Regions from separate parts of the Mus musculus genome. Here all the other regions are linked to region 2. Evidence: chromatin contacts called from public HiChIP or PLAC-seq data. All regions are on one chromosome and are shown on one strand. Each heading gives the region's core, a stretch centred on a gene start, on an enhancer-like site or on the middle of the called end of the contact. The rest is flanking DNA. Distances are from core to core; before and after follow the strand shown. Region 1 has its middle 58 kb from the start of Gm31342. Region 2 overlaps Gm31006 (a long non-coding RNA gene). Region 3 overlaps 1700012I11Rik (RIKEN cDNA 1700012I11 gene).

Region 1 (3,475 bases), core at 953-3,452, 590 kb before region 2:
CTATAGAGTAAAAGGGATGCCACAGTTTGTGCCACGAGAAAATGCAGGCTTAGTATATTCTTCATCTAACAGAAGACTATCAAGGGCAATGGGTACTGCAAATGGCTGTGGGCAAGAATAGGACTCTGCCAGGAGAAGGTTGGAAGCCATGGTAACAGATAACCAGACAGCAGTAACGCTCATAAAAAAAAAAGTATTGCTTTTGGCCTCATATGTATTAATTTGATGAGGCATAGCATCTTGAGGAAAAGAAGCAGACTCAGGCAGACATGTAGTGCGTCAGAGGGTAGAGCTAGCAAACACATCAAAAGTGAGGTCTCGGTCACTGTGTCCTGAACACTGATCATGACATTTGGTACCTGGGGGATGAGAACTCTAGGTGGTGTTCCTAGCACAAGAATTCTAGACATGAGCCCTACACAGTGGTTTGAGCCAGGAAAGCAAAACCAGCCCATGGCTGCCCAGTTTCTTCTGACCCCGTCCTTGGCTTAACGGTGCTAGCTGGAGTGTTCATGGGTGGTGGCCACCAGAGGGTGCAACAGAGCCATCTTAGTCAAGATCTCATGTCTGTTTAGCTGAAAAGCAGAAGCTTTTGAAAAGGCACACACCTGTGAACAAAGTCAGACCTTTAGAGGACTTTGCTATAGACACGAGCAAGCCCAACACCTTTCCAATAAGATCGCTGTCTCTGTCACTCACCTGAGTAAACCAGTCAAGAAAACAGGCCCAAAAGGGGACAGCCAAAGTCCCCAGCCAGTGTGGACAGGATAATAAATGTTCTCTTCCCACGGTTCACATGAAACCCAGGTCCACTGGAAACCTAGGACCTGAAACTTGTTCTTGGTTATCTATTATTTCTGAACTGTATGCCTATGAGAGAGCTTGATCTGAATCATGGTTTATTAATCTGTAAGAGGGTATTAAATGACATGGTAGACATGAAAAATTGTGCCAGCCATTTTCTGAGATTTTCTATGTGTCTAACATGTATTATGTTCCTCCTGAAATTCTCCCAAGAGACTGAGGTGGCAGTGGTATCTGCACCATACCTATGACTATAATGCTATATGCCTGTGGTCACCCTGTTCATAACTCCTCAGCCAAGAACAAAGACCAGAGCTGATTGTATATCTGTCAGGCCAGAGTAGGCTAATGCTGCAAAAACAAATAAGCTTCAAGTCCCACTAATGGAGAACAAGGCTAGTTTCTTTTAGGAGCAGTTTCAGGGATTTTGTGCTTTCCTTCATGTAGTGACCCAGCCAGTCATGAAAGACATTATTACCAACTTCACCTCCTTCAGCACATAGCCTTCAAGGTCACTGTACAGGAAACTGGTAATGCCTCATAAGCTCTCAAATGTCTCCAGTTAGATCTGATACCCACCACTTCCATATAGGTCCATTGACCAGCAGGAGTTTCATTGCCCAAACAACATCATAATGGGAAAATGAATGGTGGGATAAAAGTTCCAGAATCCTCGAGGGCAACCGGCCACCTCTGCCAAAATCTCTCCTTGATGTCAGAGATCCTGTCCTAGACTTAGAGCCAATTCGTGACAGCTCACCAGGTCTGCTCTGGTCAACCCTGGTTGATCAGAAGGCTTAAAAGATGCAAGCAGTAGGACGGGCTATAGAGAGGCAACCCAGGGGACAGGATGCCCAGCATCAGAGAATAGAGAATGAGGCTGCTCACCCCAGTTGCAGTTGTGTGCAAGCAAAGGCAGAGAGGGCTTGGTGGAGATGCTTGAACATCAGGGAGAATACAATGGAAAGATTGCAGATTGGCCAGAAATCCAAGCTATGCTCATTCCCAGGGACTTCAGGGTGGGTGCTTCTGTGTGCTGACTTTAGTTCCTAAAGTACACACTGGAAGGCTTGAGTACGATGTTTGTATCTCAAGGTTCCATCCAACCATGCCATTCCACTCTCAGAGGTCCTAGAAAGGCAGAGACACTGAACGTGGTTTTTCTTCTGAATGCCCAGCATCTAGCAAAGTACCAGGTACCTGGTTGGCAGGTGTATCAGAATCATGTTGGTTGCCAATAATACTAGATAGGATGGATGTTAACCTGTACTTAGAGCATAAACATTCCAGCCAGGCCTCTGGGTTCCCCTCACCTGCTTCTCACATGCCTCAGGACAGGCAGCCTCACTGACATACACATTTTACACAAATCTAGCATTCCAAGAGATGAGTCGTACTGCCCAGAGCCACACAGCTCAGCTCAGCAGCAGCGGACCTCAATGGGAACCAGGCACTCAGACTCTGAGCCTACGCTGTCTGCCCCTCTCCTGCCACGGTACCCTGGAATAGCTAAATGGTGTACACACCATCAAGATATCTGAAACTGTGTCGGCCACCTCAACACCAAACTCCCAGAGAGAAACTGGGCGGAGTGTGGTGTGAGATCGTGCAAACGGTGAGAACTGCTCTGCCCTCAAGGCCAGGGAAACTGATCTCTAAGTCTTGTTCCACACAGAGTTACCCTGGAGAGGAGCCCCTGGGCTGGTGCATCATCAGAGCACCAGGCAGGCAGGGAAGGCTGGGGCTTCCAAAGAGGTTCATTTTGCAGAAACATACCGAGTTAGGGATGCGGAGATGACTGTGTAGTCCACAGGCCAGATGCACCAAGCTGGATGCTGGGCACACCACCAGACTTCACCAGATGGTAGAGCCTTCCCAGCTGAAGGGCCCGAAGCCCTCTTGTACTTCCCATGGCTTGCCTCTGTCCTTGTTTACATCCTTCTTGAACACCTTGCAGGTCCCTCATCTCCCAACACCACATTCCTGTACCTAGACTGACCAAGGCTCCTCCTTCCTCCCACTTCCCACAAACTAGCAACACTGCTCTTGACCTTTGGAGACAAACTCTCCTCACTTAGGGCTCCATATGCTTCCACCTTCTAAGATGTGTTCTAGCATGTTTATTCTCTTCAACTCCACAGATCCTAACCACACACCTCCTTCCTTCACTGTCCCTGTTTGTCTGATTCTCCATTACAGAACAGGTGTGCCCAGAGCTCAAAGTAGAGACCTGAGAAGTCTCACTATGTCACCTCCTCCCTTTGCCTATCCAACGTCAGTCCGGCCCTTCTGCCACTAAAAGAGACATGGTTCATAACCATACTTTCCATGCCCCTATTCCCTCTGCGTGTGTTCAGGATATTTCTATCTTCCAGTCATATAAAAGCCAACCCATCATCAATCGCTTTCTCTGCTACCTGTCTTGGCACTCACCCATCTGCATGCTGTATATACAGACAGTTGGTCTAAAACACAAGCCAGTATACATCAGTCATTTGCAGCCGCATCTATCCTACATAGCATCTTCTCACTGACCAGGTCTCAGCTCACAGGCTTTTGTACACATGGGATCCAGGATGTCTCTACTTTCTTTCGTAGTTCTTGGCCAAACATTTATATGCAGAAGGCAGAAGTACTACAGGGATGGGCTTCTTCACACCCCATGCACATT
Region 2 (3,102 bases), core at 91-2,590:
GTGCAAATATTATATGATAGTTTGGAAAATGCACGTGCTGGCTCAGTATTTTAGAAACACAGAAATATCAAAACAGTTTTCAGTGTGGACAATATCAGTCCTCTTGCTGTAACCGAGCGTTGAAAATGCTTTTTATCTCTCCAAGCTGGAATGGACGGCTGTGAATTCTGGAAGTATCCATAGCCCATACCTCCCTCTTCTTTACGCAATTGGTGCCCAGCAGGGCTGTGTAACAGAGAAGGTGAGATCAGGTTCAGCTGCTGCCACCAAACTTGAAAAGGGTTGATTGATACCACGACTGAGGCTTTTCACAAAGAATATAAATCAACAGCGATGACTGACAGCAAAATAAACATTCTAGATCCAGAGTAATTAGGAATATATTAGCAAGTAAAATAAACTTATTATCATTAGCAAAATTGGCAGCTACTTGCATTTTCCCCAGGGGCTATGTTTCTATGTTTCACTTTTTTTTTTCTTGTAGATTAAATTAGGAAAGAATTAATAGTTTTGGAGACAGTGTTTTAATTTAGACTGTATTTACTTTTGTCCCTATCTATAGTTAGCTAAGTTCAGTGGTCCAGTGATAGTAATCCATAGCTATCAGGTTTTTTGGTGGTGGTGGTTTGTGTGTGTGTGTGTGTGTGTGTGTGTGTGTGAGCTGACCAACACACTGAGTCTGAATAAAGCTGTTGTTTACTCAATTCTCAGAGGACATTAAATTAGTAGATAATGATTTTTTTTTAAAAAGAATGTTTTTATAATTTTCTCCTTCTGTATATTTTTTTAGGCCTTTAGCACCTGGTGCCACTTGTCTCTAGGAAATGCCAAGAAGTGACAAAACCAGTTAATTTGAAGCACTGCCTTGCTCAGATCAGTGATGTCTGCATTCTGGGCAACTTTGTTGGCACCCAGAGAAGAGTTAAACATGTTGTCTCTCATATCTTCTGATACTGGTATTCCTCTCCAATGGGAAGAACATCTTTGAGTTTCATAAGGCATGAATTTGGAATCAGTGAGGGGGTTCTTTATTACCACCAGTGAGAGTTACCCTGGCAACAGAATTGAGAGAGCTGGACAGAGCTGGACAACTGTTGGAGAGTTCCTGTATCGAGGGAGAGATGCACTAAAGTATTTGGCTTTGATCAAAGAGACGTCTGACATTTGTCCTTAATGTTAGACATAATTTCTTCTTGTCTTCATTTGGGGACCTTGAGTCAGGTGATTAGTCTGACAAAATGATTTATGGAGGGAGCTGATTGCACCCACGTAGTTTGGGGTAAAGAATTTCCACATCAGATATACCAACTTTATACTTGGGGTTAGAGCTAAAACCTCTGAGTCATATGATATCAGTTGATCTGAAGGCCAAGATTAACCACATGGCCAGTGAATCACCCCCATGTGGTGGAATACAGATAAAAATGTCCTGACACCAAAGCTCAGATCAACCTTCCACCATGGAATGTATTACTCTAAACACAGCCGCTGGGAGAGTGGCATATCCTGTACCACAAGGGAGAACAACAGGAAGTCCTGCCCTCTGTCCCAAGGACTCCTTCAGTAGATCTCTATCTACACTCTTCCTATGTGAAACTGTGTCTGAGAGTCTAACAGCTTGTGGTTTAAAAAAAAAAATCTGTGAGTCCTCCCAGAAAAGTTCTGAATTTGAGGGTGGTTTTGGAATCCCCCAGCCCAAACTTGCTTAAAGTGTTATAATTAAAGAAAGTTATAGGGAATTTTGTACTTGCTCTTGTATAGTGTACAAAAGAGGCAAGCGAGTTTGCAATGTCAAGAACTATATATTCAGTGGATGCTGCAACCACTGAATATGCAGCCATGCAGCGGTTGACAGTCTGACATGACAGCAGCCATTTTCTATGATGAAACAGTCTGCCGAAGACACCAAGTGGACAGGTTTCCCCAGTGTCTCCATCTGTGAGTGCTCTGTCCAGGAAAGGCTCACATGGGTCTCCTACATTGGCTGGTTTTCCTGGATTGAAAGAAAAACAGATTGTTTTAGCTTTTACAGCAATAAACTATGGCATGAGATTGCCTTATCACAGGACTTGGGGGAAAGGTATCAGATTACAAAACATGACAAATGTGTACTACAACTATAAGGCGTGATTAACATGAACAAATGATTATCTCCATGGTATAAATGATTATCTGCTCAGAAGAATATGAAGAATCTACCCACTGAGGCTAGGAGGAGCCAGACACACCAAGTACCTATCTTTACCCAGAGGCACTGGAAGAATGGAGCTGGGAGGAGTGAAGCCTACGTAGGAGTACCATCAGAGACAGGAGACCTGGAAGGGAACATGACATTCTAGGTGCCTGTGCAAGGGATAATGATGGGATGATGTAGGTCTAGAGGTGAAACTCGTCTTGTAGAGTGCTTGCCTAGTACGCTTGAGAACAGGGTTTAGTCCTCTAGTGCTATACCCATTAGGGCATGGTGGAACAGCATGTATTCCCATCACTCAGCTGGTAGAGACAGGGAAATCAGAAGTTTAAGTTCATTCTCACCTATATAGAGAATTTAAGGCCAGTCTGGATTACAATGATATTCTTTCAAAAAGAAAAAGAGGAGGAGAAGGAAGGGGAGGAGAGCAGGAGGAGAGGAAGAAGTAATTTGAGTGTATTAGGTCTTTTCTATCAGATTAGGACAAAGTAGACCAAATTTCCTTATCTGAAAAATAGGGATAATATTAGTATTCATGTTATAGGGTTACCATCTATTGTTTCAATTACTTTGCTAACACTGGATAGAATAGCTACATAATGCATTTCAATAATTCAGTCGCTCAGCAAATATTTATTGGACATGCTACTCTCTATTCTCATACAGAAAGCTAGGAACCAGAGCTGGAAACTCACTGGGAAAGAATAATTAAACAAAACAAAACCCTCTCTTCTTGTCCTCCAGTGACTTTCAATCTAGAGTATGTTGCAGCATAGATTTCAGGTTAGCTCCTATAAGAGTTTTACATGGATATATGCCCAGGAGAGGTATTGCAGGATTCTCTGGTAATACCCTAACCCTAACCCTGAAGATGTTCCAACTGGTAATAAGAACACATGCTCCTGAGACTA
Region 3 (3,472 bases), core at 279-2,778, 780 kb before region 2:
AAGTAGTACTATTAGGAAGTGTGGCCTTGTTGGAGTAGGTATGGCCTTGTTAAAGGAAATGCATCACTGTGAACATGGGCTTTGATGTCCTATGTTTAAACTCTCCTGGTTTTCTTCAGGTCAAGATGTAGAACTCTCATCTCATCAAGCACCATGTCTTCCTCTGGGTTTCCCATCGTGATAATGGACAAAACCTCTGAAACTGTAAGTCAGCCCCAATTAAGTGTTTTCCTTTATAAGAGCTGCCTTGGCCATGGTGTCTCTTCACAGCAATAACACTCCAACTAAGACACAAGGTTTCATTAGATATCTGAGAAACATATCCTACAGTTGCCCTTTCTTAAAGTTTACAACATTACACAATGATGGTTTAAGCCTGGGCAGAGTGAAAAAGTGAGCAAACTGATCTCTGGCTACCCGAAGTAAACACAGGAGTGAATCACTTGTACAGTGGGGAGGAGCTTCATCAGGGAGTGAGGAGCACCTGGGTTGTCTGACTCATATCTTCTATCAGTAGATCCTAGAGTCACATCTGTCCCTGGACTTAGCTTCACTCTTCTGGGGCCCTTCGAGTCTTAGTTATGGAAAACACATACACGTGCACGCACACGTGTGCACACACACACACACACACACACACACACACACACACACACTCTTCAGCTCAAGTCAGTTCTCACACTCTGGGGACAGAGTTTAAGCATCTCCCACCTCCTCCTTGATGCAGATACCCTGGGGATAGTGTTGAAGCATCTCCTATTGACTTCCTGCTGATGACACCCTAGGGACAGTGTTGAAGCATCTCCCACTACTTTCTTGATGAGAACACCCTAGGGACACTGGAAAAATAGTTGGCAAACACCTTCTCCTATCTCTGACAGATTTTGTCAGCCTTTCATCTAAGAAGCAAGCCCACAGCAGTACTGAATCCTAGCTAACTCCAGGATGTTTTTGCTGCATGCTCTCAGAAGACTTCAAAGTGCCAGCCAGGAGCAGTCACTTGCAAAGCAAGCTTGCAGTTCACTGATTAGGAGAGCAGGGCAGGTGTCCTGTCTTCAATTGGTCTTAAGGATAGAATCACAGGTCTTTGAGGATGAGGCAGTAATGAGTCCTCCTTCCTGTGGCTGCTGGTAGTCAAGTCCTAGAGGATGCATGGAGTGAGCTTCTTGCACAGGAACAAAACCTCAGCTGGCAAGTTTTCTCTCTCCATCTTTTTTCTCCTTCCATCATGAAGCTCTTATAGTCTTCTGTTCTGCAGTCAGTGACTGTCAAATGTATGCTGTGTCATCTGGACCCCAAGTCGCTGTATGTAAGCATGAAGGTAAGGTGAGAGGCAGGGCCAACTGGGGAAGAGCTTCCCAAATGTCACTTTCAGTTCTATTTGTTACAGAGATTTTCAGACTTGGTTGCTGTCTTTCCTTCCTGGTGTGCAACCTCGCTTGAGGTTCTGTCTGCCAAAAGCTGAGGGCTTTCATGCAGTCTGGGTTGTTGCCTCTCATACAGTTCCTGTGTCAAGCTTGAGTTTCCTGCCCATCAGAAAACCGTGCAACTGACAGGAAGCTCTACACCCACCGAGCCTCATCAGTGTTAGACAGGAGTGAGATTTTTGCATAAAAGACCAGCAAGTAGTAAGCACAGGGGCCTCAAGAGAAGCTCAGAGCACATCTGTGGTTAGAGTATGTCCCTGGCTCTGTATCAAAAGCCTTCTCCCTTAATGCGCTGGGGCCCAGTGGTGAGACTCACATCTCTACAAATGTTTATATTCTCATATCAGTTACTGACTGACTGGTGGTCCTTTTGCAGCTGGTAGATCTTATACCATGTAGAGTCTGAACAACCACACATGGCATACCAGGAGAAGAGTTAATGGAGCAGACAAAAGCCATGGAGAAAGATTAGAAATGGGAGTCAAGGAGACTAACAGACTCAGAGAGAGACATCCCCCTTATTTTTCTTTTTTGTTTTTTCATATATTATCCACTTATTCCATAGTTCAAGATCCTATTGGAGATTCTGCCTAGACCCAAGGAAAATCAGAGACAGAGTCCTTGCGATGCCCTGGCATACCAGCATTGTGGGGCATCCTGCAGGTACAGGCACCACAGGTATTTAACATCTAATACTTGGCAGGTCAAGGACTGTATCTGCCCTTTGCTTCCAGTCTTAGAGCAAACACACAGAGAACTCCTATATCATGTCACAAGCTCCAGATATCATGTCACAGAAATCACTGTGTGGGTCAGAAGCTCCACAGACAAGTACAGTGGTAGCTTCCTCCAGGAAAAAAGAGGGTGAACACCCATCTAAGAAGACTACCCAGAGCCTTGGGAGTACAGGTGGGCTAGGATCCAGCTTTTTGGTGGCAAGCAAAGTAGAAGAGGTAGGCTTCTCATCACTGTGCCCACACGGTTGGTGGTCCCACACTCCTGGAATCTCATTTCTCCTGATGTCTAGCAGTTCACTCTCTATGTATCCAAACTCATCTGAGAAAAGGGTGAGTTACTTAACACCCACTAAAGGTTCCCCTCTGTCCTGAAAGAGTGCTACTATGTAGCCACAGGCCCTTTATATCATGTCTACTCCCCTTATACTCTCAGTACCCCTTCTGTGTCCTAGTGCCCTCTACACTCTACCTACCTGAATTGCTTAGATCCCAGAAGCATCATGAACTGTCCTCAAACCCAGTGCAGGGGCCCTGACCTCCACTGTCCTCCAGAGACATCACCTACTTAAGTTCCTTTATCTTCAGCTTGGCCCCAATCTTAATGCTTATCTTTCTACACACTACTTTGCCCCAACAACATTGAGGTCATAGTAGTTTCATCAGTTACATTTCCTTCCTGGAGGAAAGAACTGTGTCCAAAGCCTCTTCAAAGTCCCACCTCTCATCTGGCAATTATTTGGGAGATGTTGGCAGAGGTATATACATTTGCATTCAGCATGAATGACTGATAGGCCTTTTAAGAGAGTCTCAAAGGTGTTAAAATATGACTACGCAAGGAAATACCCAGAACATAAGCCCAGAGCATAGGGCTCTTGTCATTTTTGCTAAATTCCATTCCTGGGCTCCAGCTGACCACAACACACTTGGTATTCCCTACCTAGCAAGAGACAGGATGCAGGCCTTCTCTTGCTTTACTAGATTCTAACTAATGGGGAAGCTTTGCTCAGGGAGGAGGTTTGATGTGGTGGCAATCCTTCCCTGAGTCCCTGGAAACTCCCAGAAACCACTGCAAGAAGTCTGAAGCCACAGACCACCCAGAAATAATTCTAGGATTTCATTAACCCAAGAACCAAATGTCCCAGTATGAACTATGTTTGTGACACTCTTGCATTCTGTCCACAATTCCAAAAGAAAGAAGGAATAAAGGAATGAAAGGAAGGAAGGAAGGAAGGAAGGAAGGAAGGAAGGAAGAGAGAGAGAGAGAGAGAGAGAGAGAGAGAGAGAGAGAGAGAGAGAGAGAAGGAAGGA

The links. HiChIP or PLAC-seq counts read pairs in DNA pulled down with a chosen protein or histone mark.
Region 1: a contact with region 2 is called in a FOXA1 HiChIP or PLAC-seq map of pancreatic cancer cells. The contact joins two enhancer-like sites. A contact is called at or near these places in 2 of 115 datasets of contacts at active chromatin or transcription factors (memory CD8 T cells and pancreatic cancer cells).
Region 3: a contact with region 2 is called in a BATF HiChIP or PLAC-seq map of CD8 T cells, with 6 read pairs. The contact joins two enhancer-like sites.

The regions. Positions count from the first base shown.
Region 1 is chr15:67,096,083-67,099,557 of GRCm38.p6, reverse strand. No RefSeq gene overlaps it. Among named protein-coding and RNA genes, the nearest start is that of Gm31342, 58 kb to the right of the region's middle. Within about 2 kb of position 2,202, at least 13 of the 459 cell types and tissues checked have an H3K27ac peak or open chromatin away from gene starts, as enhancers often do. A contact at or near this core is called in pancreatic cancer cells, where this site is marked.
Region 2 is chr15:66,506,404-66,509,505 of GRCm38.p6, reverse strand. It overlaps Gm31006 (a long non-coding RNA gene), which reads right to left. Exons shown (of 5, transcript XR_384154.3): 5 at 1,783-1,993. Among named protein-coding and RNA genes, the nearest start is that of Lrrc6, 7.0 kb to the right of the region's middle. Within about 2 kb of position 1,340, at least 64 of the 459 cell types and tissues checked have an H3K27ac peak or open chromatin away from gene starts, as enhancers often do. A contact at or near this core is called in CD8 T cells and pancreatic cancer cells, where this site is marked.
Region 3 is chr15:67,288,062-67,291,533 of GRCm38.p6, reverse strand. All of the region lies in intron 5 of 1700012I11Rik (RIKEN cDNA 1700012I11 gene), which reads right to left. Among named protein-coding and RNA genes, the nearest start is that of 1700012I11Rik, 63 kb to the right of the region's middle. Within about 2 kb of position 1,528, at least 77 of the 459 cell types and tissues checked have an H3K27ac peak or open chromatin away from gene starts, as enhancers often do. A contact at or near this core is called in CD8 T cells, where this site is marked.